2 separate regions of the Mus musculus genome follow, and region 2 is linked to region 1. A link is a contact called in public HiChIP or PLAC-seq data. All regions are on one chromosome and are shown on one strand. The core of a region is the stretch at or near the end of the contact, and the rest is flanking DNA. Distances in the headings are between cores, read along the strand shown.

Evidence for each region. HiChIP or PLAC-seq counts read pairs in DNA pulled down with a chosen protein or histone mark.
Region 2: an H3K4me3 HiChIP or PLAC-seq map of embryonic stem cells shows a contact between it and region 1, with 15 read pairs. The contact joins the enhancer-like site here to the promoter of Manba in region 1. A contact is called at or near these places in 3 of 484 Hi-C or Micro-C datasets (myocytes, nephron progenitors and palatal mesenchyme), 4 of 115 datasets of contacts at active chromatin or transcription factors (embryonic forebrain, embryonic stem cells and memory CD8 T cells) and 2 of 9 other capture datasets (adipose tissue and liver).

What each region holds. Positions count from the first base shown.
Region 1 is chr3:135,484,348-135,487,047 of GRCm38.p6, reverse strand. It overlaps Manba (mannosidase, beta A, lysosomal), which reads right to left and starts at 1,437. Exons shown (of 17, transcript NM_027288.3): 1 at 1,191-1,437. The coding sequence starts at 1,367. It overlaps Gm30992 (a long non-coding RNA gene), which reads left to right and starts at 1,447. Exons shown (of 3, transcript XR_376111.4): 1 at 1,447-1,938.
Region 2 is chr3:135,562,414-135,565,113 of GRCm38.p6, reverse strand. It overlaps Manba (mannosidase, beta A, lysosomal), which reads right to left. Exons shown (of 17, transcript NM_027288.3): 14 at 1,765-1,909. Among named protein-coding and RNA genes, the nearest start is that of Gm46827, 45 kb to the left of the region's middle. Within about 2 kb of position 1,288, at least 8 of the 459 cell types and tissues checked have an H3K27ac peak or open chromatin away from gene starts, as enhancers often do. A contact at or near this core is called in embryonic stem cells, where this site is marked.

The DNA.
Region 1 (2,700 bases), core at 188-2,687:
GTGATGGAATCAGCCCAGATGCCCACTAACAGACAAATGGTTAAAGAAAATCACACACACACACACACACACACACACACACACACACACACACACACATTTTCCATAGGAAAAATGATGTAATTAGGCTGTGCATGATGGTAAACACTTATATCTCCAGCACATGGGAGGAGGAGGCAGGAGGATCAGGAGTTCAGGTGGTCCTCAGTTACATTGGGAATTCAAGGTCAGCCTGAACTACATGGGATCCTGTCTCAAAAGCCAGAAAAAAAAAAGAAGGTAAGGATAATGAAGACAATAAAAATTGGTAACAAAACAACAACATAAGACAAATGAGAATGAAAACAAGATATGGCATGTTTTTACTCATGTTGACTCTAGATGTAAATATATGTATTCATAAGTGTACGTATATAGGACACCATAATGGAAAGAAACTCCTTGAACGAGGGAGGGATCACGTGGTGGCAAGACCCAGTAAAAAGTGAATATGGGCAGAGAACATGGTGCACTCACATGAAACTATCATAAAGAAACCTACCACACTGTTGGATGACAGACTCTCATTTAAAAAAAAAATGTCAGCACGGTATTCAGGCTTTAGGATTGGGGTGTAGTTCGGTGGTGGTACAATGTGTGCTTAGTATACTCATGGTTCTGGGTCTCTCTCTCTCTCTCTCTCTCTCTCTCTCTCACACACACACACACACACACACACACACACCACACACACACTTGCACACACTCCCCTCCCAAATATTTAGGCTCCTCATTAGCATCAACAACCAAACTTTACTAGTGCTCTCCCCAATCCCTTGTGTTTATTTCAAACCTGACGCACGAGGCTTCAAAGCAGAAAAAGAAAACCCGGACATCCTAGGGTCGGCGAACTTTGATTAACTAAAAGCTACAAGCATCCAGATGATTGCAACAGTAACCCTGTCCGGAGGGAGAAAGGTAAGTCCTCTTAGGAAATGCTTGAGCAGAGAATCACCACAATAAGTAGACAGCAGACATACCGTTTGTTTCATATACACAACTTCCGCCTTCCAAGGTCACTGAAGACCCAGCGAGGGAGGGTCAGTGTCCACAACTGGCCTGAACTCCCAGGCCATTCCCCCAACTGCCCACAGCTGCACCTACTGACCTGGACCCGCATGGGGGGTGTGGGGGGTGACTGTGCGTCCTACCTGGATCAGCCCGTGCTGGTGCAGGGCGCTGTGCACATAGCCGGGGACAGTCGCCGGTAGCTCCAGGGAGCCATTCCCGTTGCTCACCCGCCAGCTCCCGCTCAGGCTGTAGCTAGGACCTGCCACCACGCAGCCGGCCCGAAATAGCGCCAATATCAAGAGCAGGTGAAGATGCATGCTGACCGCTCGCAAGCAGGAACCCGGCAGTGTCGCCCAAGCCTTGCCAAGGCCTGGACGCTGTGTCCCCGCCCCGAGCACGGACCCGCCCCCAGGTCAGCTGAGCGCTTCCCGCAGCCCTGCAGGGAGGAACTGAAGCCGGGACCCGCCACGCGGGTACAAGCACCGCCCAGGGCCAGGGTCTCTGCGACCTGTGAGCTGGGCTTCTCGCTCCAGCTCGATCCTGTAAGTGGGGCGCTCATCCGAATGATGAAAAGCGACAGAAAAGTCTGGAAAGCAGAGTCTGACCATTTGGGAGACGACAGGTGCGCGTCCACAATAGTACGCAGGCTCTGCCCGGGGACAGCTCCTACCACGCCTGACCAGCAGATTGTACATGGTCCCCCGGCCCCAGGATTTGTCAGGCTGAACGCTCCCTCAATACGCGACCTGCTGGGACTAAACAGTGCTAACTATAAACTCGTAGGGTTGCTTCAACTGTTGACTGAGAGGCGCCATGTGCTCCCTGTTAGTGGTGGCTACATCATGGAGCTGCTTCTGAGGTTCCTATGAAACTGCGTTAGTGTTACAGGTGAGTCTGAAATTCCCTCCTTCACTGTTGAGTTGTGGGACTGAACAAGCAACAGAATTCCCATTCCCTGAATTTAAAAGAATGCAGATGCCAAGCGTGCTGGCGCACGCCTCTAATCCCAGCACTTGGGAGGCAGAGGCAGGCGTATTTTTGAGTTCGAGGCCAGCCTCCTCGAACAAAGTGAGTTCCAGGATAGCCAGGGCTACACAGAGAAACCCTGTCAAAAAAAAAAAAAAAAAAAAAAAGAATGCAGACGCTTAGCCGGGCCGTGGTGGCATACGCCTTTAAGCCCAGCACTTGGGAGGCAGAGGCAGGCGGATTTCTGAGTTCGAGGCCAGCCTGGTCTACAAAGTGAGTTTCAGGACAGCCAGGTCTACACAGAGAAACCCTGTCTCGAAAAAAACAAAACAAAACAATGCAGACACTAATTTCAGAGACGGAGACGCAGGCTGGGTTCTTCATCTTCTTTTAAATAAACAAAACACCCCACATTTTACTTACTAATTTCATGGAGGAGTTGAATGGGGGTTCCTGCCACAGCGAGCGTGTGGAAGTCAGCAGACAGCTTGTGAGGAGTCCCAGGGCTAGAACTTAGGGTGTCAGGCTTAGAGACATTCCCCCTTAACGGCTGCTCTATCTCATTGGCCCCTGGGTTCTTCTCATGAAGCAAAACTCGGAATATATATATATATATATATCTACTACAGCTTAAGCAAGGACATTGAGAGACGCTTCAGAAAGGACAGCAGTACCCAGAGGACA
Region 2 (2,700 bases), core at 39-2,538, 78 kb before region 1:
AAAGATTTAATTAACTAAACACATAACAATTTTTTCCAGCTACATGGTTTTTAAAAAAGCATCCTGATTATCCTTTTTTTTTTTTTGTCAATTTTAAAGCAATTTGGTGACTAAGCCATTTTGAAGCAATAAATCAAAGACAGTGCAATGATTAATAGGCTGTCCTTGATTGAGGCAAAACTGGAGTAACTGGAGTAACTCAACCAGCCTCCGAAGCTCGCGGAGCCTCGGGACCCTGAGCTGCCAGACTTCTGCGAACTGCTTTGTTACTTGCAAAAGCAGATCACAGCGCTAGAACCTAGGACATAGCCTGGAACACAGTGGTGCCCAGTTACCTCCACTGAGAGAGACAGAGACGCGAAGGTAACCACACGGTATAGGGTGCAGGCTGTGGAGTTGAATGACAGATAAGACCCCAATTCTTTCTAGTTTTACAAAATTTCATGTCTGAAGATCTCATTCCCAACGGTTCCTGTTTTCTCGTTTGTTTGTTTGTTTGTTTGTTTGTTTGTTTGTTTGTTTTTCGAGACAGGGTTTCTCTGTGTAGCCCTGGCTGTCCTGGAACTCACTCTGTAGACCAGGCTGGCCTCGAACTCAGAAATTCGTCTGCCTCTGCCTCCCAAGTGCTGGGATTAAAGGCATGCGCCACCACGCCCGGCTTGGTTCCTGTTTTCTTAAAGCAGTGATTGGTGGGAGAAGCGTGGTACAGACGAGCCACTCCCGTTGGATTTTTACTGGGGACGTTTTCTGCTAGTGGGAGATGGCTCCTGGGGTAATTGACATCTCACGTATGACATGTGACAACCATTAGAGCAGATAGACTGCAAGTCAGCATCGTCACTCTTCCCCCTTATAGCGTCCCATGATTCCCTCTACCGAAGAATCAGAGACCCGTCATGACCCCTTAATTTTTTTGAGATACAAACATAGATGAATTCATTCTAAGCGCAAATCCCACTCCAGGCATGTGACCCGTTGCTAGTTGAGCTGGTTCAGGTGCCAAGCTTTCCTGTTTGCAGTTCTGACTTTGCTACCTTCTCCAAGGCACAGCTGAGGCACATAATGAGGATTTTATACTGTTAAGTCAGATTCACCGGCTTTGACACATACATGAGGTAGGTAACCTTCTGCTCGGCAGAACTCTCCCACGCAGAACAAGGTAAATGCCCTTTAGGCCCTGTAATAAAACCTCTTAAATAAATGCAGAAGCCTATGTGATGAGGGCTTAGGGGAGGTGCCGGGGAGGAGGGGAGGGCTCACGCAGTGAGGATGGGGAGTTGGTAAATTGCTTGCCATGCAAGTTCAGATGCACAGACCCTGTGTAAACAGCTGGGCACGTCAGCATGCCTTGCTCTGGGAAAGCAGAGACTGGGGATCCTCGGGGTTTGCAGACTGGCCAGCCTCGATGAATCCATGAGCTCCAAGAGCACCGGGTCTGGGTTCAGGGTGAGGCAGGAGAGGAAGATGCAGAGTGATTGATGAAGACACCTCATATTGACCTTTGGTCCATACACCTCTCCACCCCACATCACACCTGGGATCTCTGTACCCGAGCCCGCTCCTTCCTCCACAGCCCACTGTGACTTTGCGGAGAATAGCAAGCTCGCGGAAAGACTGTTAGGGCCAGCCGGGTTCACGGAGGGTTCAGGGAATAGCCACTTTGGCCCAGTTCTCCTTGCGGTAATCTGACTCTTCAGGCTCTGCGTTTTCCCAGTCCCTCTCCACACAGGCATTGCTTTCTCTCACACAAAGAGATATACTTACCAAGAGAGGCCCAGGAAGGAGCCTGCCAGATATCGTTCAGCTGCCAGTACAGTGCCCCCATGGTGTGGCCTTTTCCGTCCACTATCTCGCTGCGGCTGCGCAGGTAGAACTCGGTTTCTGTTTTGATGCACTGGGCTTGCATCACCTGAGCAGGGAGGCATTCACAGACAGGTATTATTGTTCGATGTAGGCTGTCGAGATGTCAGAAGTTACAGGCTTGGGGCAGGTTGGCTGTTTCTTTGCTTACCTGCTTGTGTTTCTTTTGTTTTGTTTTGTTTTGTTTTGTTTTGTTTTAGAATAAATTGGATAAACTAGAGTGTTGGACTTGCATTGATTAAGGCTACATTATTTTTCATTAATTAAATTAATAAATGTTACTACATAATCTTGCCATGAGAGAAACTGCTGTCTACAACAGGGCCGGGGAGGGGCTTGGTGTTTTGTTGTAACAGCAGATGACAAAGGAAATGGGATGTCACGAAAGCCAATGATGGTGTAGGAAACGAGGGAGAGAAAAGCTATCATTCCGGAACAAACGCTGTACGCAGTCAAAGAGCACACTGTTTTGCAACAGCAGATTCTGCAATTGCATTCACAACTTTGGAAAACTTTATTAGGAAAAAAAAAATCTACTACAAGAAAATCAGCATGGTTGTTGTGAGTAAATTAGCCAATCTCTGTTTTTCTAGACTAACTTTTCACATCATGGTTTTTGATAATTAGCCCGAAATTTCTTATGGCTGTCATTTCTCCATTAGAGCAGGATAGGCCATATGATGCCAACAGATGAAGTGCATTTAGTTCTTGTTTAAGAGGCATGGAAACACTGCAAGCAGGTCCTTAGTGACCGTCATCACCACTGGAAAATCGGTTCTTCTTATGCACCGCTGCTCTTAATGACGCTGTACCTTGTGGTCTTAGTTTGGAATTCTGCTC